Linked DNA regions of Mus musculus: region 2 is linked to region 1. Evidence: chromatin contacts called from public Hi-C data. All regions are on one chromosome and are shown on one strand. Each heading gives the region's core, a stretch centred on a gene start, on an enhancer-like site or on the middle of the called end of the contact. The rest is flanking DNA. Distances are from core to core; before and after follow the strand shown.

Region 1 (7,896 bases), core at 2,596-5,095:
GGTGCTTCATCAGGATTCTATCTGTGTATTGTCTTTGTGTTCTCCTCATTGTTTTCTTTTGAATCCTGTATACCCAGGGTTTGTAGGCACTGTACTAGGTTTGTACCATCAGAGTCCCTCTTTTTTGCTATGTATTTGTTTGTTCTAGCTCAGGAATGATTAGGTATTTGAGAATAGAAATCAGGCCTATTCCTGAGACCAGGGCTTGGTTTCTTGGACATTGGTGGCCAGAATTGTAATATTTATAGTAGATAGTAGTCATATATGTTGTATTTCATGCTTTAAAGTTTGAATGGAATTAAAGGGGAGTTAACTCTTTTGAATTAAAGAAAGCACTGAAAGAAAAACTGTATTCATCGTCAGAACAGTGGAGTAAAAACCCCTTATTATTCATTACATTTTGTAAAGCAAGAAACAAAGAAGTCTAGTTGTTTCTTACCACAGTCATTTTCGAGAGGTTTGTTTATTAGCCAACTCCGACACACCCCTCTCCTAAGCCCAGACTTCTTTTTAATGGTCTTCAATTTCGCAATCATTTAGAAGTGAGTTTTTTCTCTTTCCACCACATTTTTTAGTACACACCCTCTTCCCTCTTCTCCGCTTTACTTTTGTTTCCTTGAGAAAGGAGAGCCCCCTTGAGAGCATAGAATAAACATTTCTTTGTGAAGTGTGACTTATTTATGCTTCAGGGCTTGTCAATGTATACACAATAGAGAAGGTGATGGAGGCTTCCAGGCATGCCAAGCCAGCGTTTTGTGCATGTTGGGGCCAAAGCGTTCTTTAAGAAGGCTGAAAACATTTTTAACAAGTCAGAACATTTTTACAATTTCCATATTTATCAAACATGTCAGGGAATGGAATTGTAAGGCCTTCCAGGGATTAACTGACTCTAGGGCTTGAATGGTTTTGTTAAGATGGAGGAAGCCACCTTCTCAGCACCAGTGATTTGCTCCAATAACCACAAGAGTGAGACTGTGGGTGAGCCCTGCAGGAGGAGAGGTAATCCTGAGGCGAAAATGCTCTTTGAATGGGGGCAAAAAAATCTTCCAACAGTGTGGCTCTTCCAACAGTGTGACTGACTCTTCCAACAGTGTGACTGACTCTTCCAACAGTGTGACTGACTCTTCCAACAGTGTGGCTCTTCCAACAGTGTGGCTCTTCTGAGGGAGCCCAGCAGATGGAAGTCGCTGCCCCAGAGCTTCTGCTTTATCAGTTCTCTGGTTGGTGGTTCTTGGTCTTTGACAGACACACGAGTGAAAAGGAACCAAGAGACATAGCCGTTCCCAAACAGGTAGCCATTGCTTTTTTGTACTTGGCAAAACATGCCAAAACTCACATTGTTTTCAGATGTCTGGGGTTCGACAGACTCTCGCTTGCATTTACAAACACTCTCCTTTGAATTTCAGCTCAGGAATATATTGGGTGGCATTAAGTTGGTGATGCATTTGCATGATACCAGAAGGCTGCCTTCGGAAGGTGATTACATCACACACGTGTCCGGAGCTGTCCTTGCTCTGTTTCCCTCCGGTTCTCTGACACTCAGCGTCTGCTTTCATTTCGCTGTGCATTCTCCTGCTTTTTGTTTTCTCTGCTTCTCTCATAATTGTACGTTTTTCATAATCAGCAGGCTTGGAAGGCCCTTACATATAGTTGTTGATGCCCCCTCATTCTAATATGGAGAGATTCGGGCCTCACGTTCTTTCTGTAAGATTTGGGAGTTATCTAGTTATGGAGTGATCCCCAAACCCATCATGGGAGCAGCACAAAGGCAGGCCAGACCCTTTGGTCTCTGAGCTGCATGATTAATATGCAACCCTGGGCCAATAGTTAGTTTTAAAGTTCGTGTTCAAATGGGTTTTCAACAGCTAAATCTAGAGCAAGCTTCTTCTAGAGAAATAAATAAGAAGAGAGAGAGAGTGTGTGTGTGTGTGTAAACATAAGGGTTTGTGACATGAGAAGCTCGGAGATGACGGAGCCCCAACAATGCTCCGAGGTTAAGTGTCACAGGTGACTCCCATTACAGTTGGTAGGAAAGGGAGAAGCACGTGCGACTTCATGAATGAGGATTAAACCATAAGCTTTTAAAGGATAGGGGAAAAAAGCTGTGGTGAAATATGGCGCCTAACTTGTTACTGCCTCTCAGATTGCAAGGGAGCATGCGAAGGGCTGGTTATTTTGTTGTTGTTGTTGTTGTTGTTGTTTTTCCCCACCTGCAGATTCCTTCATTTGTAATCCGGGGGGAAGCAATGCCAGCAGCCTCCAGCAAACAGTTCAGCTTGTGCCTCCAGCAGGGGAAGAATTTTGAGCAAATTGATGGGATTATTTTGAAACTAACCAGCCAGAAGTATTGGGCAATCGTAGCCCTGAATTGTTCAGTTCCAGAGAGGGTGGTACAGTCTGTTCACGTCACTCCATGAACCTATCTGGGTCCCCATGAGAATTTTCTTCTTTATGTCAGTCAATGTGTTCTTCAGACTGCTTGAAATGCCCCAAAGACAGAGTCTGATTCAAGTCCTTCATCTTATCTCTGATTTAGCTGGTCAGAACAGAGGTGATTGACAGTCATGCTGGCTTAGGTCTGTTTTTACATTCACATGTATTTGATTTTGGCATACAAAAAAAAAAAAAATCCATGGTTTTCTTTTTAAACTTTTGTCCTGGTTAGATTAAAACAGATAAGTCAGTAAATAATGATAACCTACCTCTCTTCTTTCTTTCCCTAACCTATGTCTGTCTTTCTTCCTTTCTTTCTTCCTTTCTTTCTTCCTTCCTTTCTTTCTTTCTTTCTTTCTTTCTTTCTTTCTTTCTTTCTTTCTTTCTTTCTCTTTTTCTTATCAGTTATTATAACTTAATTAGGGCATATTGATCACTAGTGGGGACACTGTTGCAATTTATGTGTTCAGTTGTCATCTATTGCAGTGGGTGCGGCTTGGTGAAGTTGAAAGGCGAGGGTGGATCAATGAGTCAAATTTTAAAACGCTGAATGGGTTGTTAGGCTGTGAAGCAGCCCTAAAGCTTGGGCTCCCGCTCGCTGTTGGGAAGCTCAGCGACATTTTAAGCACAGCTTTTGTCCTGAGCTTCACCTCTGCCACAGCGCCTTTTCCATAGGCGGGCTTGATTAATTCATTTCTGCTTTTGCTTCAGTTAATTCTCCAGTGTTCTGTATCTTTAATATACAATCCAGTATTGAATACTACTTTATGCCAAAGACCATTACCTTTGTAGGAAGCTAAAACTAAAGAAGACTGGGGAAGTCAGGAACGTTACATGTAGTTTTTCATATTGACTTGTGCATTCTGAAGCGGTCTGCTCACCTGCCTTTTAAATTACAGTCAAGAAGTAGAGCCTTCTCATGAGTAAATATTTGAAAATACATCAGTAATGTATTTATTGCTCCTCTACAGTAAATACTAATGACATGGGGACAGGCCTTGTGTTACATGGACTTGGAGAAACAAGAGGAAGACAGACAAACTGTCAGGGTGACAATATATTTTATTCATAACACTTAGAAAAATGATGAGTTTCAGAAATATATAAATGGGTTCTTTCTTTCTTGAAGTCCGGAAGCGGGCTTTCCTGTTTTCTTTCCTTGGTGATGCCCCAGGGGGTGCCTCAACTAGCCCTAAAGGTGCCCTGTGGGAATTTCAGCTCACACATCTCAGCATGAGGAAAGATTCTGGGGAAACGCTGGTTTATCATGTTGCTCTTTAGAGCATTGCTCCAAAAAACGTTTAAAACCATCTGTACACTTTCTGTGGTTTTCAGTATAAAAATGGTACTATTGATACTTGTCAGTGAATCAGACCTGGATACATTCTGTGGTTTTCAGTTTTAAAATGAGCCTAAGTATTGCAACTTCCCAGTGAGCAGGGTGACATGACACCAAGGCACTGCTTAAGCACAGCATTTATACTAAGTGCATTGCAACTTTTTGACGAAAAGGATTCAAGGATTAATAGTGTTATCGTATCTCTTTCATTTCCTTTTTCCTATTTCTTTTTGTCTCTGTTTCTCTGTGTCTCTTTCTGTCCATCTGTCTGTCTCTTTGTCTCTCTCTGCCTCTGTCTCTGTCTCTGTCTCTCTCTCTCTGTATGTGTGTGTGTAAGTAAATTTTTCTACTTACCCACAGTATTAAAAGACATTTCACATCTCATACTCAGCACAGGAGATTATTAAAACATCTAGCTACATAAATGAAGGCTGTATTTAGAAGTAAACCTAAAGTCTACTTGTGTCTGTGTGTGCAGTATACATGATCATTCTCTAAGACACTAAAGAGTAGCAATTGGGCAACTTTTGCAGAAGTAGAAGGACCAAGTATTAGAGAAGGAAAATAAGATTCCCCGGAAGAGCTATAGTCTCGTCCTTGAGGGAGCCACGGCTTCAAAGAGAGAAAGTTCTGTCAGTCTATACTTGCCAGGGCAGGAAATGCCCCCACTGGCTCCTCTTATGTGTAAAGTCTTGAAAAAAAATCAGTTATGCAAATAGTGATTATTAAAGAAAGTCATTTGCATGGTGGGAAACTTGAAAAGAATAAGGAAAAACAAAGAACAACTACCTGTTCCCAAGGTGAGTGCTGACTCCCATGGCACTTCATTCCCTCTGTTCTCTCTATTTTTGCTACTTGAATATGCACATGTAAATATGTAACTACAATTTACGAGGTCAATAAGTGCTCTTTTCTTTCTAATTTGTGTTATTGATCAAATTTTCAGACTTAGGGGCTCTGTGCATATATAGAAAAATAGGAATTTTTACTATGTTTAAAAGGTGATTATGATAAACACATACTCAGGAAAGGGGCTCCTGGGACCTAGGAAAGCATGAAGAAGTTTAGGCTCACAACAGCAGAGTGTGGGGTGGTGGCACGGACAGAGGTGAGCCTGTGTTGCCCACATCCTGGAACCCAAAGTGGTGGCTTTTTTGTCCTCTACACTGTGCTGTGAGGCTGTCAGGATACAGCTCTGGTTAGAGTTTAGCTGTTAGTTGCCCTAGCACTGCTCTACAGAGCACCAGAAGGACTGTGGTCTGACTTGGTGCGGCTTCCCTAGGAACAGGCTGATGGTTGATTTGGAGCCCACTGGAAGCCAACATTTCAAACCAACAAACACCTCACTCAAACCCTGATATGGCACTAGGGTGGCTATGCTCATGTGAAGATGGCACAGCTGCTACTGCTCATCCACGGGGACATAGGACACATACTCAACTCCCATTGGCCTGATCCACATAGGTCTTGGAGTCTATTGATACCACCTCTGACTCCACTGGTTAAACCTCTACCCGAATGTGTTTACTTACAGTAAAAACCAGGGTCTGTGCCGGACTGGCTGTTTCACTGATGGGCTTTCACCAAGGTACCTAGATGGGCAAGGCCTCTCTGCATCCTTGGCGACTCTCTCAGGCAGGGACCTGGAAGAGCCATTCTTCTCTTGGTGTATTTATTTCTAATGTTTAAAATAAAATGTTGTTTCATTTGTTCATTCATTCATCATTCATTCATTCTGTGTGTGTGTGTGTGTGTGTGTGTGTGTGTGCGCGCGCGCGCTCGCGTGCATGCGTGTGTTTGTATGTGTAGCTTGTGTATGTAGGTTAAAGGACTACTTGCAGAGTTGGTACTTTATTCTGCTATATGGTTTCGGGTGATTGAGGTCATCTGGCCACAAGGACCTTTCCCCATTGAACTATCTTGAAGGCCCTCTTTCTAATATTTATCCATGTAAATACAATGCAGTTGAAATAATGCTAAATGAACTTTCTTTTCCTGCTAAGTTTTTCTAGCATTTTTGGATCTCAGTTCAAGTAATTGGAGTGTTCCATTAAGTATCTTACAAATATCATCTCCTGTCAGGGTGAGACGGGCATTACAAAGTCCTGAGCTTGTGTTTCACTCTGTAAGGGAGTCTTAAGTGCCAGAGAGAAAGCTAGACATTTTTACGAGTTTTTGAGGTTTAATATTAAAGGGGGAAAAGAAAAGAACCAGCCGGGCGGTGGTGGTGCATGCCTTTAATCCCAGCACTCGGGAGGCAGAGGCAGGCGGATTTCTGAGTTCGAGGCTAGCCTGGTCTACAAAGTGAGTTCCAGGACAGCCAGGGCTACACAGAGAAACCCTGTCTCAAAAACACCAAAAAAAAAAAAAAAAAAAAAAAAAAAAGAAAGAAAGAAAAGAACCATCTTCTTGAGGAATGGAATATTTTCAACTGAACCATTATGTAAAACCATTATGTAAAAAATGTGTTTAGCATGTCAGCACATTTTAATCAGTGTAAAGGCTGCTTTGAAAGTGATAGGGAAATATTTGTCTAGCGTTCAGCCCTCCAGTGCCTAGATACAAGCATACAAGGGAGGAAGTGAGTGTTATAATATTTAGATAGTAACGCTAATCACAGCATTCATTAGGTATTTAATAGAGGCTTGAGTTAGACCTACCTAGAACTTATAAGACAGAAGTCGGTTTGGATTCAGTCACCTGGACACGTGCTAGCTGTTAGACTTTGAGCTGGCCTTATGGGAGTGCGAGAGACACCAGGGTGGATAGAGGTTTCACTGGTCCAGCTGAGGTCTCCAGACCCTCTGCCTTCACATGGCGCTATGGCACGCACATGTATACATTTGCGTCATGGCCACACAGTAATAACGCATGTAATTTTATAAAGTGATAATCGGGTTAGTGTTTAGTCTCTGCTTGCCTTCTGCTGCTTCCAGCATGGTTTTGTTATTTGAAGTGAAAACTTGACTCATTCGGTTCCATTTAGATTTCAATTTTACACTTTAACTCCCATCTTCTGATAATCGTATGTGGGGGCGCATGTGTGTAAAACATCAAAGTGTCTGTGCAAAGAAATGTACCCAGAGAAGGGCCAGCTCCCTTCTTTGCTGTTTCATCCCTGTAACTTCAGTTTCGCTTTTACCCTTCCTGTGCTTGTTTCTCCTCATGGTGTCTAGATTTATGTGAGCATATCCTTGATTTTTGTCTTCGTCTTTACACAGAGTGTTAGTCTGAGATTTTACTTGATAATGTATCTTTAAATTATTTCCTATAAATCCATGGGAGGTTTCTTTTTTCCAATTCTTCTTTATAAAATAATAGTGCTCCACTGTGCAGGACACCATGGAAAGGTGACACTCCCACACCGAGCACCAATCTTGAGCTTATCCCCACCCCCAAATACATTACAAGAAATTAGGAGAATTGGTCGGGTCTCAGTGAGAACAGTAAATTATTAAAATTCCTCTAAACTCAACAAGTTAGGAAAGAACAGATGTTCCTGTCAAGTGAGAAGAGCTGTTCTGCATATGGAGGCACCGGCTTAAGTGATCTGTAATATCGTCTTCATACTTAATGTTAAAAACACAATTGGTGATTCAGATCTGTAACCCCAGCTTGGAGAGGCTGAGATAGGAGCACCACAAGTTCAGAGCTTTCCTGGGCTACTCTGAGTTCAAGACTCCTTAGTACAGTCTTGTCTCAACATAAAAATAAGTTGGGGAAGGGAGGGTTGGGGGGTTGCAGCTGAGATGTAGCTTGGTGGTAGAGCCCTAGGTTCAATCCCAGTTTAAAAAAACAAAACAAAACAAAACAAAACAAAATCAAACTCTTGTCAAATATCCAGTACAGTAAATATGAATACATAAACATTTTATCCTCTTTTAAGGACAATTTTGCCTTTAAGGTTAAAGAATTTTTCCCAAAATGTAAATAGTAAACAATTTAAACTAATGCTATTTATCTGCAGATCAGCAAGAATTATCAGGTTTCTCCAACACTCATTCTTTTGTAAATAAACAAGTAAATACTCTCTCATCCCCAGAATCATTTAATCAAGAGAAGACATGTAATACAGCCAAAAATCAGTAAGCTACACTAGATATAGGAATCTTTAAAAATGAAGG
Region 2 (7,896 bases), core at 1,792-4,291, 400 kb after region 1:
CCTGTGCTATCAGACTGAGGAAGGAGGATGCTCTCCTATTGCCCTTGGCCACCCTCATTTTAAATGTGAGGAAACCAAAGGGCAATGTGCAGCCTAACCCCACCTGCCCCAGAGGAGCAGTCAGCCAGCCTTCCAGGGAAGCCGCAACCCCTCTCCAGACCAACAGCAGCACACTGGTGGCTCAGCCCTTGTCCTTTGACTCAACCCTGGGGACTGACAGATGAAACTGTTTGGGGTAGGAGCTAGAAATAGATTTTGGAGGGGCCCCATTACTTGTTGTTCATGCCCCAGGGCTGAGAACTGAACCTGTAAGGCCACAACTGTTAGGAAGGGACATCCTGCCTAACACTGGCTGGCTGCCTGCTTCTCAACTCAGAGCAGCTCAAGTTCCTGGGAACTGTAGTCAACTTTAGGGATCTGGGCTGTGTCCCAGGTTCAAGTTCAAGCATGGAGAACAGGATGCCGCCTCAGCCACCATGGCTGGATTTCTTCGAGGAAGTAGAGCAGAAAGCCTTGGCTTTCCTTAAGCTGTGTGCTCCCGAGGACACAAGTGCCAAATGGAGTGTTCTTCTTGAATTGCAGACTCAAGCAGATGTCCACCCTGTTCAAGGCTCGGGCTCTGACTGGACAGGTGTCTGGCTGCCATGGCCCGGGTCACCTTTGTCTGAGCTAGAAGGCCATGTCTGAGCCATCAAAGGGGTCTCAATGGGAGAAGACAGACATCAATGTGCTTCCTCAACCAGAAAGGTGATTTCAATTTGGCTGGAGCAGCCCAACCAAACAAGCAGGATCCTGTCGACTGAAAGATAGGGCTGCTGGAAGATCACACAGCAACAAAAAATGGGAACCATTATCAGACTTGTCCCAGCCCGGAGGGGCAGGGCCTTTGAAGCCACAGACAGGCTGAACAGAACTTTCTACCTGGGAGATGTTGGAGATGGGAGGTCAGGCTGCACCAGCCCACACCCCCATCACTCCCCCCCCCCCCAAAAAAAAACCCTGATCAAAGCCTGCTGCAGAAAGGAGGGGCATACAGCTGCAACCAGCTCCCCCCTCACGGGGCCGCCCAGGGCCTTCTGAAAGCAAGTGGACTGCTTTTGCAGGGGCCTGTGGGAAAACCCAACACAGATACAGTGTACAGCAGAGCCCCGGAGCACTGCTGCGAGAAGGAAAATAAACCCCTCAGTGGTCCTGAAAAGAAAGGCAGGAATCAAAGCACAGAAAGTGCAGCGACCACCCACCTGATGCGCGCCTACCTTTCGGAAACAAATAACTCCTGGCTTCCAGGGCCTGTTTCAAAGAACAAACAGACTGAACACTTGGCCTCAAAGCTTTGTGCACTGGGGGATTTGTGGGATGCCGAGGCCCCTCCTAAGCATCCAAGGCTTGAATTGAAGCAGTGCCTATTCAAGGGCTTCCTTGCATGTGCTCTGTGCTCCTCCCTGGGAACCTGAAAGGCAAGAACTCTCAGGAAGGGAAGGGGTCCTATGTAGATACTGCTAACTCAGTTCCTCAGACTAGATGGTTGCCTATCTATCTGCTGGGAAACGTTCTAGCTGTATTGTCTAGGCTGGTTTGGGGTAATGAGACCATCTGTGAGCAGGCCATATATTGGTTAGTTGTAAGGATCTTGTCCCCTCAGGCTCTGTGAGAGCCTCTGTACCCCCTGCTTAGGCTTGCCCCTCCTCCTCCTGCCTGAAGCCTCCCTTCTTCTTCGTGGAGCCTGCAGTTTGATCTTTTTCTGAAGTGGGCACAACAAAGCAAAGCCACTTTCAACGGACTTTCTCCTGCTCAAAAGAATACAAGAGCTCTTTGCTTTCTCACTCTTGGGACTGGGCTTGAAGGGAGGGTAGAATGGGGATATGACTTGGGGGCCCTGGAATTGCTACATGGAGGAGGAGAAGGCACTGGGAGTGATGGGCTGAGTATTTGGGAGAAACTGAGATGAGAACAGCCTAGACTCAACCAAGTGGTGGTATTGCTATCAAAATGGGTTCGAGGCTAGACAGAGGGCTTCCAGGAGGAGGAGCAAAAGGGTCTTTTCACCCCTATTCCTCTGCGCCAGATGGTAAAGAGAGAGCAGCCAGAAACCACCGCTACTCGCTAAATTTGGCTCTTTATGTCACTTGACCTGGTGAGGTGAGTGAGGTCATCTTCCTTTTACAACAGGTGACAGAACATTTGAGGTGACAAGATTCTCCAGCAACACACGTGGCACTATAGACTGAGCTCAAGCAGCGTGACAAAATCAAGTGTCACCAATGGGAGTGACTTATCACACCCAGGCCTCTTCTTCCACAGGGTGGGGGAGGTGGGTTGTTCTTTGCATGTGGTGGGGGTAGACCTTTCAGGACTATCAAGGTTCTAGAAAGAAATTCTCTAAGACAGCAAATGAAATTGTGCCCTAAGGTAGAAATAGGTCTATTTTGAAATGAATACCCAGTAAAATTTATGCAGACCCCCCAAAAGGAAGACAGAGGAGGTGGAGCAATATAAAAGCCAGGGTAGGTAGATAGTAAAATGCCACACAGCCTTGCCTTTTATCCAGGAAGTGGAAAGCCTTCATAGGCTCTAATTACATCTTCATCCCGGCCCTTCTGAAGTCTCTGGGCCACGTTAACAATACCCCTGATTTTAGGCATGGACACATTCCAGTACCAAAAGCTTTGGCAATTCTCCTCAAGGCAGGCAGAATCCAGAGCTGGACCTGGAAGCACAGCCTTGTTCTGCACATCCATTTGGATGCTATCTCCAGCATAGGAGACCAAAGTCTTTGGTTGAGACATTTCAGGACATGGGGTGTCAGAAGACACCCACATGAATGTGGGCAGAAGTGAGCAATTATCTTCGCATGTTGACTGCACACAGTATATGTGCCCACGTGTGTATTCTTTAACTTGGGCATGTTCCTCTGTGTGCTTTCTCACACCAGTGCTGAGGCCCAGGTTGGGTCCCTCATTTTACATAAAGCTACACTGGACAACAAGATCCTCTGCTGATGGAAGCCAGAGGAACCTGGCCGCTGTCCATCATATGACCCTGGGATGTGGAGGCTAAGGCTGCTACAGAGATGGAAAAGGGAACTGAAACACTATTTTGCTAGTTTCTGGTTTGATTTCAATTATGTCATTTCCTGCTGGGAGCTAGGGAGGGAGGAGGGAGGGAGGAGGGAGGGAGGGAGGGAGGGAGGGAGGGAGGGAGGGAGGGAGGGAAGAGGGAGGGAGAGTAAGAGAGGAGAAGAGGAAGGAGACAGACAGACACACACACACATACACACAGAATATATTTTAATGGTTCTGATAGTGGTGGTGCTCCCTAATGGGCATTCAGTTTTGTTTCTCAGCCCTCTCTAGATTTCTATAGTTATTCCCCATTGGTGAGCTGCAGATTTCCTATGGAAGGCCAGGGGGTGGGGCCACATACTTAAGATACAACCCTGTGCTGCATCTAACATGAGCAGAACCTGAGCCAAGAGAATGCAAAATGCCATCTGCCATGAAAGTCTCTAGCAGCCCTTGTCACTGAAGTCCAGTACCCAAGAAAGTATCTTCTCTGTAGTCATGGTTTTCAAACCAGGGCCAAGGGACCCCAGAGATTCTTAATATATAAGGGAAGGATCAGCATGGAACGCCCCTACACACACACACACATACACACACACTCACACTCACATACTCACAAGAAAGAGAGACAGACAGACACACAGATATATGGAGAGACATGGACACACAGAGATAGAGACAGGTAACAGACACATACAGACATACAAATATGCACACACACACACACACACACTTCCTGACTCTGCTCTTACCAATCTTGCACACTACATTTTTTTTTTTTTTGCAAGAGTTTCTTTGACCTCTGCTGGGGTGGGAAGTAGGGAGAAATTTATAAGCAAAGGCTATGTATGGGCAGAGTCCACAGACTTCCAGCCAGCCCTTGCCACAGCTCAGCAGTGTGTACGGAAGAATCTGTCAGCAGCCTGCCCCTGCACTGTGAGCAAGCCGCACTGTGTATAGTACAACACAGCTGTTAGCTCTTGTCCAAATCCATACAGCAAGAACTTGGACACATTCGGTTGATCAGGACCTGGGACTTAAATCTTATGTGACTGGAAACCGCCTGCACAGTATCTGCGGTATTGGGGGCGGGGCTGGGAGTTCTCTGTGTATCCGTTTTTCTCTGGTGGGTCCAATTTCCCAGGGTGGCAGTTGTCATTCAGAGCCCATTGTTAACTCTTTCCATTTCTACCCAAATCCATCCTTGTTTGTTTGGCTGGTGCCTGCCCACACCCACACTTTTAGAAGATAGTTTTCTCCAAGAAGTCTGGACCTATACCAACTAGAACACAAAGAAGCCATAAAGCATCTGAATCCAGAGCTCCTTGAGCTGAACCTCTGTCCTTCCAGCCTGATCTCCAACAGGCACAATAAAGAAATCCTCCAAACAGCCAGAGAGCTCGTGCACCTAGGGAGATGGGGTAGGGCACCCCATAGCTGCCCGTAACCCTGAGCCCATTCACACCTCAAACAACCATCTTCTTCAAAATCCTTCAAAAAACCTTAGACTCAAGGGACGTGCTACAAACCACGGTGACAAACCTTTCCTGTCTTCTTCTGCAGGCAGACCCTGGTAGAGGCCAGCGCAAAACAATGGCAAACAATCTGAGACCAGAGCCAGTTGGAATATAGACCTTGTGAGCATGTGCGCGCGCACACACATGGGAACATAAACATCTCTGACTCCTGTGGGAGTTCCTTTGCACTAGGGGGGTGGGGTATGCTCAATGGCTGGTGGGGGAAGGGATTTCCACGTGTCTGACGAGAAGGGGAAAGTGTGTGCACACTCGCCTGTGCACGTGCACACGCATAATAGCAGGCATATGGAAACTAAGGGAAGGAAGTTCTGGGGAGAAGGATGTGTTTCCTGGTTAAGGCAGTTGTCTCTGTCTGTGATGGAAGGTGGGAACCAGGGAACTTTTCTCCATGTGTGTGTGTGTGTGTGTGTGTGTGTGTGTATGTTTGTATATAACATGCATGGCAGTGCCCTTACTCAAGTGGGCAGGGAAAATGCTGGGGAAAAAAATGGTTTGAGATCCTGTGAATATTTTCAGGTAGAGAAGCCTGGCAGCTCCCCATACCACAGGCTTGTGCTCACAAAGCGTATTTCCGGTGCTAATTACCAGCCCTGTGTTTATACAGGACACAAAATGCAGCTGATAGCACAAACTCCAGGCTTCGGCGAGAGGACAGGGCTACTCAGCAGGGCAGGAAAGTATGAAGGGAGGTCCCTGTCTTGTTTCTTTTGAAGGACACATGAAATCAATTTTCAACATGAATCTCCAATTCCCACCCATCTGTGCCCTGGTGGGGAAGCTTGTTTTCTGGTGGTGCCTGTGCTGGAGCTCGGCTCCGAGACCCTTCCCCAGCTCACTCCCCCCCCTTCTTTTTAACAACCGTGTCTTCTTCATTGCTCGAGAGCCAACCTAGCGCCCAGTCTGCCCTTCATGAGAGCTTGCGCCATTCCTGGATGTGTTTATGTGCTTTCCAATGGTCTGGCTCCTTCTGTTCAGAGTTGAAGTTTGTCTGCCCGAGCCCAGGAAGCATCTGTGGGCTTTTTCTCGGTTTCATCCTAGTTTTGCTTTGTTTGGTAGCACAGAAGGGAAGAAGAGTTTGGCTTACATGCCTAGTTCTGTGTGTGTGTGTTTGGGGGGAAGGGGGGGAAGGGAGGTTCAAGATCCTCAGCCTGGTAGCCCACAGTGAGTAAGTAGGGGAGTTTGGCCAAATGTAACAGGGACATAGGACAGGGGCTGACCACCTCAATGGGGTGAGACACTGCACTCATTCTGTGAACAAACTCATTGGCGTGTGACCTCTTCGGATCTGTCTTGCTGTTGTGCTCATTCAAGCCGTGCCCAGTTCATAGTGCACACATGGTGACCCCTATTTAACCATGGTGCACTGCCTTCTGTGCAGGGACCACGACAGCATTACCAGTTGTGCACAATGCCCTCACTGTTTTAGCATAGCTCTGGGCCTTGTTAAATCAGGTGTCCCAAATGCCTACTTAGGTCTCCAGTTCCGCCTCTTTTCCTCTCTATCTGGACTAGAGGAAGCCATGGCAATCGTCTCCTGGACACTCGGTTCAGTAAAACATGCTCTGGAACCATGTCCAGACAAAATAACCTTGAAGACCTCACCGTGACCCTTGGCCCTGTCAGAAGGGCAGGTACTAGGGAAGGCCCCGATGCTCACAAGGAGGCAGAAGGTGGAGCTGGTGCTGTACATTCTCCTCATGCTAAAGGCATTTAACCTTACACAGGGTTTACCCTGTGTAAGGCTGTGTCTAAGCACAGAGTCCCAAAATGGAGGGATTCAGATATGCTAATGGGGTCATTTCCCTGGTTCTGCCCTGATCTGCTAGGAAGCATCAGTTTATGGTAATGAGGGCTTCCTCAGTCCTTCTCTGTCACTCTCCGTGGTGGTGGTGGTGGTGGTGGTGGTGGTGGTGGTGGGGACTCACAGATACTAGTCACATAGAGACCATCAAACAACAAACAGCAAGACTCTAAAGACTGGAATTCCTTATTGACTGTTGGAACTCTTCTGAGCTGATGCCTAAAGTACAAAAAGTTTACAAGGAACCTGGCTGGTGACACTGATGGAAAGGGACAGACAATGAGGCCTGGAATAATGTCTTTTGTAGGGACGTTCAGCTCCTGCTAGCCCAGACCCCAGTAGAGTCAACATTCCATGCAGTGTGTCAAGGCACTGGACTGATCTGACTCCAGGCCCAGGCATGCGCAGAGCACAGTGGTGACAGCATGCAGTTCAGGCTGGGCTCTCTACCCTGCAGAAAATGGGCTCCCTGTGCTTGCTAGTCACACCTTTCTTAGTGTCGAATGTCAAGCTACCCGACAAGACGTGGGAGGGTGCCAACTGATTCTTGCTCCCTTGCTTATCCTCAAAACAGGCCCACGAGTCTTTAGCTCCCAAAGCCTTGGAAGGTCCCCACTGTCATCTCAACTGGAGGGTCCTCCCTAGAGGCTTTGCTTTCAGGGAAGGGTAAGACTCATCTGCTTGCTCTACCCCAGCACCCCAAGTGAGACTTTGACTCCATGCCCATCCCAGAAGCTCCCTGTTCCTTTGTTCCTGCAGCTAGCTTACAGAAGTCTCAGAGACATCATCCTAGCTCTCTGGGATCCTGACTGTAGGACGACCAGCATAGGACCCACAATTCCAAGAGGAGGATGCCCAACCCACACTCAGCAACGGGCCTTGGGAGAGACAGTTTTCACAAGTGAAATCTGGTGAGTCTCATCCCTATCCCTATTCCCTGATGCCCAGAGCTACTCTTCTTACCCTTTGAAATGGGCGTGCTAGCCCAAACCCGCACCAGCACCAGTACAGCCAGAGCTAAGAGAGTTTTGTGAGCTGGCTGGTGTGCGACATCAGAACTGTGGTCATCTAACACACGGGATTGGTGTGTGGCCCAGAGACTAAGTCCTCCCAAGTGCTCTTTCCCACTTTCCCACATGAGCACTGTTCAGAAGGTGACTTCTACATCTCAGAAACTGCTCTTCCATCTGTGAACAGGAGAGGGGGGTTGTGAGGCCCACAGTTCAGCATCCTTACCTCGGTGGCACCATCTTTTATTGCCTTTGGTTAAATGAGCACAGAGATTTCTTTCCGCAGGGTAATGTCTGGAAGGAATCTAGACTCTTGTATGATGTGGGAACTGAATGAATTCTAAATCTGTCCTTTGTTGTCCTATAAGCAGATTGCCTGGTCTGTAAGACTTAGCCTAGTTCTGTAACTCAGCAAACTTTTAACTGCAGCGGAGTGGATAGTAAATATTTTCAGCTTTCTGCCACAACTGTTAAAGCAGCCAGAG

Evidence for each region. Hi-C and Micro-C count contacts between places; a contact is called where the count stands out from the background.
Region 2: a contact with region 1 is called in a Hi-C map of B cells, with 1.7 times the contacts expected there. The contact joins two enhancer-like sites. A contact is called at or near these places in 1 of 15 datasets of contacts at CTCF or cohesin (pro-B cells) and 1 of 484 Hi-C or Micro-C datasets (B cells).

Annotation. Positions count from the first base shown.
Region 1 is chr12:79,433,311-79,441,206 of GRCm38.p6, forward strand. The region is part of intron 7 of Rad51b (RAD51 paralog B); the gene reads left to right. Among named protein-coding and RNA genes, the nearest start is that of Rad51b, 140 kb to the left of the region's middle. Within about 2 kb of position 3,846, at least 55 of the 459 cell types and tissues checked have an H3K27ac peak or open chromatin away from gene starts, as enhancers often do. A contact at or near this core is called in B cells and pro-B cells, where this site is marked.
Region 2 is chr12:79,838,455-79,846,350 of GRCm38.p6, forward strand. It overlaps a transcript of Rad51b not described here. Among named protein-coding and RNA genes, the nearest start is that of Gm3596, 11 kb to the left of the region's middle. Within about 2 kb of position 3,042, at least 72 of the 459 cell types and tissues checked have an H3K27ac peak or open chromatin away from gene starts, as enhancers often do. A contact at or near this core is called in B cells and pro-B cells, where this site is marked.